Linked DNA regions of Mus musculus: regions 1, 2 and 4 are each linked to region 3. Evidence: chromatin contacts called from public HiChIP or PLAC-seq and promoter capture Hi-C data. All regions are on one chromosome and are shown on one strand. Each heading gives the region's core, a stretch centred on a gene start, on an enhancer-like site or on the middle of the called end of the contact. The rest is flanking DNA. Distances are from core to core; before and after follow the strand shown.

Region 1 (2,700 bases), core at 189-2,688, 320 kb after region 3:
AGCAACCCTAAGCAACCCTCATGTCTACCTTGAGAATTCTGAGAGCCATCATGAGAACTTCCTTCCACACCACTTCTCTCCCCTCTGTTCTGCCTACATCTCGACATTGAATGCATCTGCATTCATCAAAACTTCATTCCTGTTGATTTCCGGGTGTCCAGTAGTCAACTTAGATGCTCAACATATCCTCAAGACCCCAACCAAACCAAGGCCTTTCAGGCCAGGCACAGGGAACATTTTCAGTCCTGATTTGGAGGAGAGTGGCAGCCAGGAGGCTATGGGTGATCCCTTTAGCGGGTCAGCTAAGTGGAGATGCCATTGTGGAAAAGAGCAGGCCCAGACTGCTCCAAGAACCCTCAGAAATCAGCCGGTCGTTTCCCCCATTTCTGACCGGGACACTCCCCACCTCCACACTACATCTGGCTTATTTTGACATTTCTCCCCCACACATGAAAACATCCAGGACGCCACTGCAGAGCTGAGGAACAGCACCAGACCCTTGGCGGAGCAGAGCATGGCCTTTGTTTACTGCGGTGACCTTAGGTGGGGGAGGATGCTGACGCCCGGCCCAGGCCCTGCCCCCTCCGGGCCCCACCCCCAGCCTGCTGCCCTCCCCTGCCCCGCTCTCCCCTCCCCCTCCCCGCTGTCCCCCCCCGGCCCCCGCCCCCAGTCCTTTTCCCACGCCCTCTGACACCCCACCACCGAGGCCCGCTGGCCCCCGCCTCTAGGCCTCCTTCTTCCTCTCCCGGGTCCCCGACCATCCCCAGACACGCTCCGAGCTCTGCCCCCCGGCCTGCAGTCCCCAAGACCGGCCTGTCCTTCCAGCCCTTCCCCGCACCCCACCCCGACCCGCCGCGCCGCGCCCAGCCCCCCGGCCGCGCTCGCACAGCGGCCGTTGGTGTCTGGCCGAGGCCGGTGCCCGGGCCCTCGGCTGCGGGGATGCCGAACGTCCACTCCGGCCCTCCGCAGGCCTCGGCCTGCCGGGGACCCCGCCCGCCGATCCGCAAGGCCCCCGGGCGCTCGATGGCGCCGGGCCTCACCGAGATAGATGTCTCCGAAGGAGCCGCTGCCGATCTTGCGGCCCAGTCGGTACCTGTTCCCGACCCTCAGCTCCATGGCAGCGGTGCGGCTCGCTACTGCCCGCCCGGCCGCTTCCTGGGTCTGCGCTCCGGGAGGCGGCGCCGCTGCTGCCGCTACTGCGGGTCCGGTCCGACTCCGCCCCCCTCACGGCCCCGCTTTCACCATCGCTTTCCGGTCGCCCCGTCGCTCTCAGCGCCTCAATACGGGGCGGATGGGACAGTCCGAGCGCCGCCGCCGCTGCTCCGGCCCTTGCCGGCCCCGCTCGCCCTCTCCCCGCCGCGGATGGACTCGGATCTTCCGGGCCTAAATCCCCCTTCAGCTGCCTAAAGGAGCCGCCGCCATCGCGCTGTGACGTCACTTCCCCTAGCAACCCAAGGGGGCGGGGCCACCGTGCTCGGGGGCGGGGCTTGGCTACTTGATGGATTGCGCAGTCGCAACCAGGCCTGTTTCTCTGTCCCAGTGTCCACCGTTCCCGCAGGATGACTCCAGCTGGTCTCTTTGGTCTTCCCATTTGTCTCCAATAGAAGTCCGAGGAAGCTAAGCCATGTGTGGTAAGAAATGCCTGTAGTTCCAGCCCTTGGGAGTTCGAGACCAGCCTGGGCTATAGCGACCCTGCCCCTAAACAGGCAGAGAGAAGCCGAATAGCAGTTCCTTTTGTAGACCCCGGGAAAGGCCCTTTACAGATAGGGGAAAAGGGCAGAGAGGGCGGTCCAGGCCTAGCTCTGAGATCACAGGTAGACAGTTAGCTTTTGTAGGAATCACCAGTTGTGGGCTTTGAATGGTGCAAAACGTGCCTGCTGCTGCCTGCCAGCTTCTTGCACACAAGGGTGGAAGAAAAGAGGTCTTCCTGGGACCCACTGTGGGCAGGAAGGTCAGTGTTGAGTTCACTGAGGGTGTAGAGGGTATGTCTCAGACTCTGATCGCTCTCCAGGGCTGTCTGCCTGGAGAGAGAGTCAACATTTTTATCTGGTCTGCATTGGATCTGCATGTTCCCCTGGCAAACACAAACATGAATTCTGAAGTTCAGGCTGACGGCCAGCTTCCAAGACTTGGCTGTCCATTCTGACCACTGAGGAGGGACTCTGGAGGAGCTACCACACAGGAGGTGCCCCCTAACCAGGAGGGGACAACCTTCCAAATAGATGCTTTTCTAGGCCCACTCTCACCCAGCCAGAAACACGAGAGTCACAGATGAGTGTAATGCTTCTATTTGGTCAGCTAGCACCCGTAGCATCTGCACAGGGTATCACGCTGCATGACAACTCAGCAGCCCTGCAGAAGCACGTGGAGCTGACATGTCTTCTAGTCTCCCAGCTCCACCACCCTTCCTTTTGGTGGTCCTGCAGTGCCTGCCTGCACACAGTTGGCAGTCAGGTTGGGGAGCATTACACAGCCGGAGACAGAAGACACCACAAGGCAAACTGAAACCAGTGGTCACTGAGCGGCAGGTATGGGAACTGCCTAGCTTTTTAGTCCAGGAGTCAGAGCCAGATGCGGCCAAACTAGTAAAAATAATCTTACTGACAGAATTCAAGTATAATTTTTTTTCTGTTGATGAACAATACCTAACTTCATCTGAGAAGCCCCTATATTGAACTGAAAACAGCAAACCTGGTATCT
Region 2 (2,700 bases), core at 134-2,633, 490 kb after region 3:
TTAGCTGCTATGTGGATGCTAGGAATTGAACCCAGTTCCCCTGCAAGAGCAGCAAGTGATCTCTCCAACGCTAAGAAGGTTTTTGTTGTTGTTTTTTTTTTGTTTGTTTGTTTTGTTTTGTTTTTTTTAGTAATCTTTACCTGGAGCTAGAGAGATCGCTCAGTGATTAAGAGCACCTGCTGCTATTGCAGAAGACCTGGGTGTGGTTTCCCGCAACCACATGGTAGCTTTCAACCATCTGTAACTCCAACTACGAGATATCTGATATTCTCTTCTGGACCCAGAGGGTACCAGGCATGTATGTGGTGTATATACATTTGTGAGGTCAAGACACTCATACATATTAAATAAATCACACACACACAGAGAGAGAGAGAGAGAGAGAGAGAGAGAGAGAGAGAGAGAGAGAGAGAGAGAACCTATACTTTCTCAAAAAAAAAAAAAAAAAAAAAAGCCAGGCATGGTGCACACTTAAGCAGAATCTTTTGGTCTACATAGAGAGTTCCCAGCCAGCTAGGGCTACATAGTGAGACTTTGTGGGTTTGGTTTTTGGTTTTTGGTTTTTTTAGTCATTTGAGGGTAAGAGGACTGGTAAGGTGGCTCAGTGGGTGAGAACACCTGCCTCCAGGACAGATGGCATGAGTTAGAGCCTGGAGACCTGCATGGGAAAGAAGGAAAGAACCAATATCCAAAGCTTGCCCTCTGACCTCCACATGATCACTGTGGCATGCACACATGTACACAATCACTCACACATGCACACCACACAACAATAACCATCTTCCTGGCATGGCACATACTGTTTTCTTCTACCTGCTTTTGATCGACTGCCCTCCACCACTGAGTACGGAATGTGAGGCAGGGGTGCAGGCCCATTTCCTTAAAAAAAAAAAAGGAAATCCAAAGGCCTTTCTTTTACCTATTTTTCTATCTGAACCTTTAAGCCCAGTCTAGCTGTTGCTTTTGTGATTGGAAGAAATCATTTTTTTAAGCATGTGCGTAACATAAAATGGGAAATGGGGCTCTATCTGAGGTTGTGAAGCCAGAACTTAGCGTCCTTAACTTTGCCTACTCTGACCTACACCTCACTGTGGTCAACTTTTTAGAAGAAGCTTTTGGGTGTGACTTGCAGTTCTGCTGGAGGAGTGTCCTGGGGACAGCGGGTCCTAATGGCTCTAGGGTCCTCCTGGGTAGTTGACACAAAAGGGATTCTTTGGAGGGTTCCAACAGGAGACAGGACTTGGTGAGCCTTTGTCTCTCTGCAGAGGGACAGTGACTCTGTCCTTCACAGAGGCTGTTAGGGCATGGAAGTAGGTTGCAGCTTTGAATCTCTGACACTAATCTTCTCCCACAGGACAAGTTCCCCACGGGTTCTCCTCACCGAGCAGTGGTCCTTCCACCAGAAGCCCAGGGTGAGGACAGAGATGGCGCTGAGCCTGGAGTCTACAAGCTTCCCCATGCTGGCCGTGTCCAGAAGCACTGCGTCTGAGCTTCCTGGTGGCTTTAATGTGTCCCACAACAGTTCCTGGACTGGCCCAACAGATCCCAGCTCCCTGCAAGACCTTGTGGCCACCGGTGTCATCGGGGCAGTGCTCTCAACCATGGGTGTGGTGGGCGTGGTGGGCAATGTGTACACTCTGGTGGTCATGTGCCGATTTCTGCGTGCCTCGGCCTCCATGTACGTCTATGTGGTCAACCTGGCCCTGGCTGACCTGCTGTATCTGCTGAGCATTCCCTTCATCGTAGCCACCTACGTCACTAAGGACTGGCACTTCGGGGACGTGGGCTGCCGAGTTCTCTTTAGCCTGGACTTCCTGACAATGCATGCCAGCATCTTCACCCTGACCATAATGAGCAGTGAACGCTATGCAGCAGTACTGAGGCCCCTGGACACCGTCCAGCGCTCCAAGGGTTACCGTAAGCTGTTGGCGCTGGGCACCTGGTTGCTGGCACTGCTGCTGACCTTACCCATGATGCTTGCCATCCGGCTGGTCCGTAGGGGCTCTAAGAGCCTCTGCCTGCCAGCCTGGGGCCCTCGTGCCCACCGTACCTACCTGACGCTGCTCTTTGGGACCAGCATTGTGGGGCCTGGCCTGGTCATTGGGCTGCTCTATATCCGTCTGGCCAGGGCCTATTGGCTATCCCAGCAAGCTTCCTTCAAGCAGACACGGCGGCTGCCCAACCCCAGGGTTCTCTACCTCATCCTTGGTATCGTCCTTCTCTTCTGGGCATGCTTTCTGCCCTTCTGGCTATGGCAGCTGCTGGCCCAGTACCACCAGGCCATGCCACTGACACCCGAGACTGCACGCATCATCAACTACCTGACTGCCTGCCTCACTTACGGCAACAGCTGCATCAATCCCTTCCTCTACACTCTGCTCACCAAGAACTACCGTGAGTACCTGCGTGGCCGCCAGCGGTCACTGGGTAGCAGTTGCCGTGGCCCAGGGAGTGCTGGCAGCTTCCTGTCCAGCCGTGTCCACCTCCAGCAGGACTCGGGCCGCTCACTGTCCTCCAACAGCCAACAGGCCACAGAGACCCTCGTGCTGTCTCCAGTTCCCCCTAATGGGGCCTTTGTGTGAGAGTGCTTTGTGTGACCCTGCGGGTAGGAAAGGACCCAAAGGCAGGCCACTCAGGAACCCATTCCCAGAATCCCCTACTCAAACCTAACTCACTTGTCTGTCTTCTTGTGGAAAGTCC
Region 3 (2,700 bases), core at 138-2,637:
ATTTGAGGTTTCCTTCTTTCCGATGACTCTAGCTTGTGTCAAGTTGACATAAAACTAGCCCGGACAACTGTCAAGGAAATAAATAAAAAAAACTCATTCATCAATTGGTGTTAAAACTGTTGCATAATAAATGTGGGAAGAAAAAAAAAAAAACATGGCATTGTAGTCTTAAAGAATTAGCCTATAGCTGACTAATTTACTACCCAAGGAAAGAGGGACCTTGATTATGGAGGATTCCGACTTTAACTTGAGCCTGACCATGGTCAAATTTCACATGCTCACTTTCAGAACAATCTGTATCTCTTGATGGCTGTCCATTTTTCTCACTGCACCTCTCTAAATGTTCTGCCAGAGGATTCTAACAGTGGGACAGTTGAAAGAAAACAGACTTGAGGGTTTGTGAGGTTTTGTTTTAAATGCTAGTGTGTAAAAAAGAAAGGAAGAAAACCAAAGGGGACCCGGGAAGGTGGGCAGCACAGTGAGGGTCTAAGGTTGCATAGAACACGCAAACTCTTCCCATTCTTTTCCCCATGTTTGTCAATACACACGTGTGACACAGATGCTGTATACCAGCTTCTCCAGTCAGATTTGGAGATTTTTACAACAATCCCAAGGACCATAGGCAAAGCATTCTCCTTGAAGTCATGGTGACAAGCTAAGAGAGGGCCTGAAGTCAACAAGATGGCTCAGCAAGTAAAAGTGCCACCAAGCCTGGTAACCTCAAATGAATCCCTCAGTCCCACAAGGTGGAAGGAGGGAACAGGCAAGTTCGCTGACAATGCACACAGGTACCATAGCATGCCTGTACCTGCTCTTCCACAGACACACAATAAAAAAAAAACACATAAAATATAACTTTATTATTATTGTTGTTGTTATTTTTTCAAGACAGGGTTTCTCTGGGTAGCCGTGGTTGTCCTGGAAGACTGTTGCTCTGTAGACCAGGCTGGTCTTGAACTCAGGGATCTGTTTTTGCCTCCAACATACTGGGATTAAAGGCTTGCATTACCACATCAGTCTCAATAAAATATTTTTCTAAAAGGTTGTCGCCATGTGACGATGATGATCACAGGAACACTTGAGAAGGGAGGCAGGATCAGTACTTAACGGAGTAGGTACAAAGGCTAACTCTGGTGTGCGCATACCCAGTACTTGGTGACAGACAGGTAGCTGTGGGCCCCAGGCTGGCCCCAGGCAGCATAGCTTTCTTGCAGGCAGCCCCCAGAGCTTGGAGGTTCCCAGGAACACGTGCCTCCGGATGAAGAAACAATGTCCCTGACAGAACTGTGCTCCTTCCAGGGAGGTGCCTTTGGTCCGCGCCGTCGGGACGCCATCAGGCTGCCTAATAGCAAAGCAGAGCCAGAGCGCCGGGGGCGGGCCCGGAAGCGAGTTGGCCCCGCCCCCGAGACCGCGTGGCTGTGCGTCCGGGCTGTTGCGGATAAAGTTGTTTGAGGCGAGCCGGCTGCGGTCACGTGAGCGGAAGATGGCGGCCCCGGCGGGCGGCGGGGGCTCCGCGGTGTCGGTGCTGGCCCCAAACGGGCGGCGCCACACGGTGAAGGTGACGCCGAGCACCGTGCTGCTGCAGGTGCGGCCGCCGGCCCGGGTGGGGAACGGGCGGATGGGTGGACCCGCGGGCCGCCCGGGGTCGCCGCATCAGGGCCCGCCCCTGCGGTTGCTCCTAGGGCGGTAGGGCGGGACCGGGTCCCGGTGGGCGGGGCCTGAGGCAGCCAATGAGCGCCTTTCGCGCGGCTGTCCGCCCCATCCTCTAGATCTGGGTCCCGGGGGCGGGGCGGGATACTTGGAGGCGCGTTTGCTGAGCACGGTGGGGTGGACCCCACTAACAGGGTCGAGCCTTGCGAGCCCCAGAATCTTCGGCGCTTGTCCGAATCCAGCCTTCTCGGTCACCGGGAAGAGTGGCGTTCCTTCCTGCTCAGCTCAGGGGCGTCCCTCCGGACCCTAGGGCCTGTGTTCCCGGAAGTGAATTTTGCTAAGTCACTCACGGCTTTTGATTGTTGCTGTTTGTGACCTCGTATGAATTACACCTGCTTATTAAACCTCTGTTGTTAGGTTACAAAGGCGTACACGATTCATATCTGTGGCAGGGCCATACAGAGTGACCTCCATTTGGAGCTGCGCTCATGTAGAGGAGGGTTCTGGTCATGCAGCAGTTGCACAAAGACTGCCGGGCCACAGAGTGGCCGTGGACACAAAGTTCAGTAAGGCAGATTATTATTTGTGGCTAGAGGCCTCGCAGAGCCTAGAACATGGGACCAGGGGTGGACAGGCTAGGCCATAGTTGGAGGATTAAGTCAATAATGGGTCCCCAGTAGGAGGGGAGAGAGTAGACAGGATTTGCATGTAGTTTGCTTGGAGCTGGTGAGTGAGATGTTTGGTGGGCTGGCCAGTGCGCCTACTATCAGTTGAGGTAGGTTTTACCGATCATTTGTCCCACAGGTACTAGAAGACACATGCCGGCGGCAAGACTTCAACCCCAGTGAATACGACCTGAAGTGAGTTTGCTTGGACTCAGCTGTGGGCTTCTCAGTCTACCTGGTCCTTTTCTCAACACATACTATCTCTGCCTTAGAAGCGCCCCCATAGGTACTTTAATACAACAGAAGTTTATCCTTGCCCAGTTCTGAAGGCAAAGTCCAAAGTGCCCAGAGTATGGTTGTGCCACCCCCCCCCCCCAACCGCCCC
Region 4 (2,700 bases), core at 72-2,571, 370 kb after region 3:
ACCAGAGAAATTAATTCGGCCTGAGAAGGTCCTGTCTACTGTGGGCTCCTGCCGGTCTTCAAAGTAAATCACATTGTAAGCCTGAGGCCAGATCTTCTTCATTAAGATCCCTTCCAGGTGCCCTCTTGTAGAGCAGGTGATGTTGACAGAATCCCCCTCAGAGGCAATCGTGAGTCGGGGGGACTGGTGTACGTCTGTGAAGAACCAGCCAGTTAGCACCAAGCTGGCGCACAGCACACGGTGACTCAAACACGCTAACACGTATCTCAGAGGCTCCACAGATCCTACATTCATGTATGTCCTTGCACACTCTTGAGCATCTCTCACAGCACCCGCACCCGCATGCTCACACATGCTGTCTCATTTTGCTGTGCACAGGGGCTGCACTCTCTACACCTCCAGGTTTCTTTCTCCCATTTTGTATTCCTGTGAGATGCCTCCTCCATCACACCCCTCTCTGCAGAAATGCTATAGGAACTTGGCAACTTTGTTGCATCTCAACACAAGGACTTCCCTTTTGACTACTCCCCACCCTGGCTGTACTCTTTCTTTCTCTTTTAAGTGAGTCAGTCACTCCCAGACAGCCATAGTCCTATCTCCTCTTTGCCTACTCTTTCCGATGCTGGTTTCTTCATCACCCTCCTTCCCCCCATCATTTCTAGGCATCCAGAGCCTGTGGCTCTGCGCAAGGGGCACATGTTGACTTGTTCATGGGATACTCACTCTTTCAGATTCCAGCCCCGTTTGCCGTGCCTGGCACCCACACCACCCACTTTCCTGTAGGCAAGACTGAGTACAAACCTCAGCATCTCACAGAATGAACACTATGCTGGTTTTGCACAAGAATTGTGCCTGGGAGCCTGAGCCTCCCATAATCTTATTGTAGATCTTTTACACCTTACCACAAGACTTCCCACAGACAGCTGCTCTGAAAGGGAACTGAAGAACACAGTTCTCACAAGCACCAAGGGTAGATGTTAGTCCTGTAAACTAAAGCTTTCAAGTCTCTGCTTTTCCACGGAGCTGGGACTATTCCAGGTCTAAGACTAAGACTTGGGGAAGTCAAGTCAGGGCCAACCCTTCCCCAGGTGGGTGTGTGAGATGCTCTCTGGGAGCCCTGCTACAGGGATGCTTACCTTGGGCATCCAGGGGGCCAGGCAGGATTCCGGCCAGTGTAAGCAGCAAAGCCAGCACTGCCTGCTGAGTCATGACGCCCAAATCCAGGTGATCTGAGCCAAATCAGCCACTCTGGCTACAACACATTACTGAGCACTGTGAAAGTTCACACCAAAAACCCTGAGAGGAAGAAACAGGGGTGTGGCAGTTCAATGCGATTGGTGGTGAAGCTCCGAGGGAGGGCTTCCTGAAGATGAAGGTGGAGCTTGGTGGGCAGGGAACACAACAAGCCAGGTGGAGGAAGCCACCTGACCCCAACTGTCCTCCCTGGCTGGTTGGCTGGCCCACATCTTTATCATCTTTAACCAAGAGTCTCCACAGGAGACGTCAAGAGGAAGAAGAAATAAGAACTAGTCCTGTAACCTGGAAGAAAAATTAGAGGGACTTAAAGGTTTAGAGGCCGGGAGGGAGTTGAAGTTTCCTCTGGTCTTTTGTGTCATTTTCTGCTGGGATGTGTTCAGGTCTGTGGTCTCACCTGTTGTCTGGACACACTGGGGTTTCAGCCTGACACAGCATACCCAGTAGCCTTGGCTGTGGTTGCCTTGGCGGCCTGGGTGATCCTTCCTTAGAAGCATGATTGAGCCAGATCTGCTAGGCCAAAGGGCGGCTAGGAGCCCCTTCAATAGCAATCTGCCTTCTGGGACAAAACCGAGGGCCCTGTGTCTGGTTCCCAGGTTGGGGGAGAGCTAGGACTCTTGTCAACCATGAGTTTTATTGCTGGTACCAGAGCCAGTGTGTCACACTGAGGGGTGAGTTTGTGTGTGTGTGTGTGTACAGTGTCACATAGGGACTCAAAGCAGTTCCTCCGGGGTCCTACTCTAAGGGGGAAGATGCTCCCCCTGTAGGTGGGTTTGGAATGCTATGGTGTAGACAGGGGTGCCATGCGGGGTACTTGAGGGCACATGGGAGAGGGACTCAGGTAAAGGAAGGTCAAAGTTGGAAGATTTTAGGAACAAAGGGTTGGGGAGGGACAGGTCACCTGTGGTAACACAGGGACAGCAGGTATGGAACTGTGCAGCCTGAGAATATTGGAGAGAAATACGAGGGGAGCTGGGTCAGGTGGGCAGTAAAGAAATCAGCACCTAGCCCCCAGGGGAGAAGTTCATGGAAAGACAGACTTTACAGGGAAGTAAGAACAGTCAAAGACCTAGACCTAGTCTCCTTCCTAGGATGCCCGTGGCCACACCAGGGGCACATGGACTGGAGTGCTGCCACCTCTGCAGGGCTGACCTTGATGTGGTCTTCGTGCATCGACACTTTTGACTGTTTGGGGCACCATGCCTCAAGTTTCAGAGATCATAGACACACAGGGCCCTATGGGCTGTGCCTAAGGGCTCCAGGGCTCCAGGAGGAGGTGATGACCCAAACCCCAGTGCATTTATTTTGATTGAAGAGGCACAGACTCTGTGCATCTGGGTGCTGGGCGGTAGCATCAGATGCACTGTGGTTGTGACTCTGGAGGCCACTGTCATCAGGCAGGGTCTTCTCCACTGGGCCATCTCTCCAGCTCACCAGGCAGCGTCT

The links. HiChIP or PLAC-seq counts read pairs in DNA pulled down with a chosen protein or histone mark. Capture Hi-C pulls out chosen DNA fragments and counts their contacts.
Region 1: an H3K27ac HiChIP or PLAC-seq map of microglia shows a contact between it and region 3, with 5 times the contacts expected there. The contact joins the promoter of Csnk1d here to the promoter of Aspscr1 in region 3. A contact is called at or near these places in 3 of 39 promoter capture datasets (liver, neutrophils and pre-B cells), 4 of 484 Hi-C or Micro-C datasets (CD4 T cells, embryonic stem cells and regulatory T cells), 7 of 115 datasets of contacts at active chromatin or transcription factors (the SCID.adh cell line, embryonic stem cells, epiblast stem cells and 4 more) and 2 of 9 other capture datasets (adipose tissue and embryonic stem cells).
Region 2: a contact with region 3 is called in an H3K27ac HiChIP or PLAC-seq map of epiblast stem cells, with 7 times the contacts expected there. The contact joins the promoter of Uts2r here to the promoter of Aspscr1 in region 3. A contact is called at or near these places in 1 of 39 promoter capture datasets (stem cell-derived epiblast-like cells), 1 of 115 datasets of contacts at active chromatin or transcription factors (epiblast stem cells) and 1 of 9 other capture datasets (pancreatic islet).
Region 4: a contact with region 3 is called in a promoter capture Hi-C map of liver. The contact joins the promoter of Cd7 here to the promoter of Aspscr1 in region 3. A contact is called at or near these places in 4 of 39 promoter capture datasets (hippocampal neurons, liver, pre-B cells and 1 more), 2 of 115 datasets of contacts at active chromatin or transcription factors (pancreatic cancer cells and stem cell-derived neural progenitor cells) and 1 of 9 other capture datasets (liver).

What each region holds. Positions count from the first base shown.
Region 1 is chr11:120,989,895-120,992,594 of GRCm38.p6, forward strand. Csnk1d (casein kinase 1, delta) reads right to left here and starts at 1,439. Exons shown (of 10, transcript NM_027874.2): 1 at 1,041-1,439. The coding sequence starts at 1,116. It overlaps LOC115486436 (a long non-coding RNA gene), which reads left to right and starts at 1,470. Exons shown (of 2, transcript XR_003949839.1): 1 at 1,470-2,700.
Region 2 is chr11:121,158,888-121,161,587 of GRCm38.p6, forward strand. It overlaps Uts2r (urotensin 2 receptor), which reads left to right and starts at 1,384. Exons shown (of 1, transcript NM_145440.1): 1 at 1,384-2,700. The coding sequence starts at 1,425. The coding sequence ends at 2,582.
Region 3 is chr11:120,671,586-120,674,285 of GRCm38.p6, forward strand. Aspscr1 (alveolar soft part sarcoma chromosome region, candidate 1 (human)) reads left to right here and starts at 1,388. Exons shown (of 16, transcript NM_026877.2): 1 at 1,388-1,585; 2 at 2,455-2,510. The coding sequence starts at 1,484.
Region 4 is chr11:121,038,157-121,040,856 of GRCm38.p6, forward strand. It overlaps Cd7 (CD7 antigen), which reads right to left and starts at 1,322. Exons shown (of 4, transcript NM_009854.2): 1 at 1,137-1,322; 2 at 1-194. The coding sequence starts at 1,209. The region is part of intron 1 of Gm11775 (a long non-coding RNA gene); the gene reads left to right.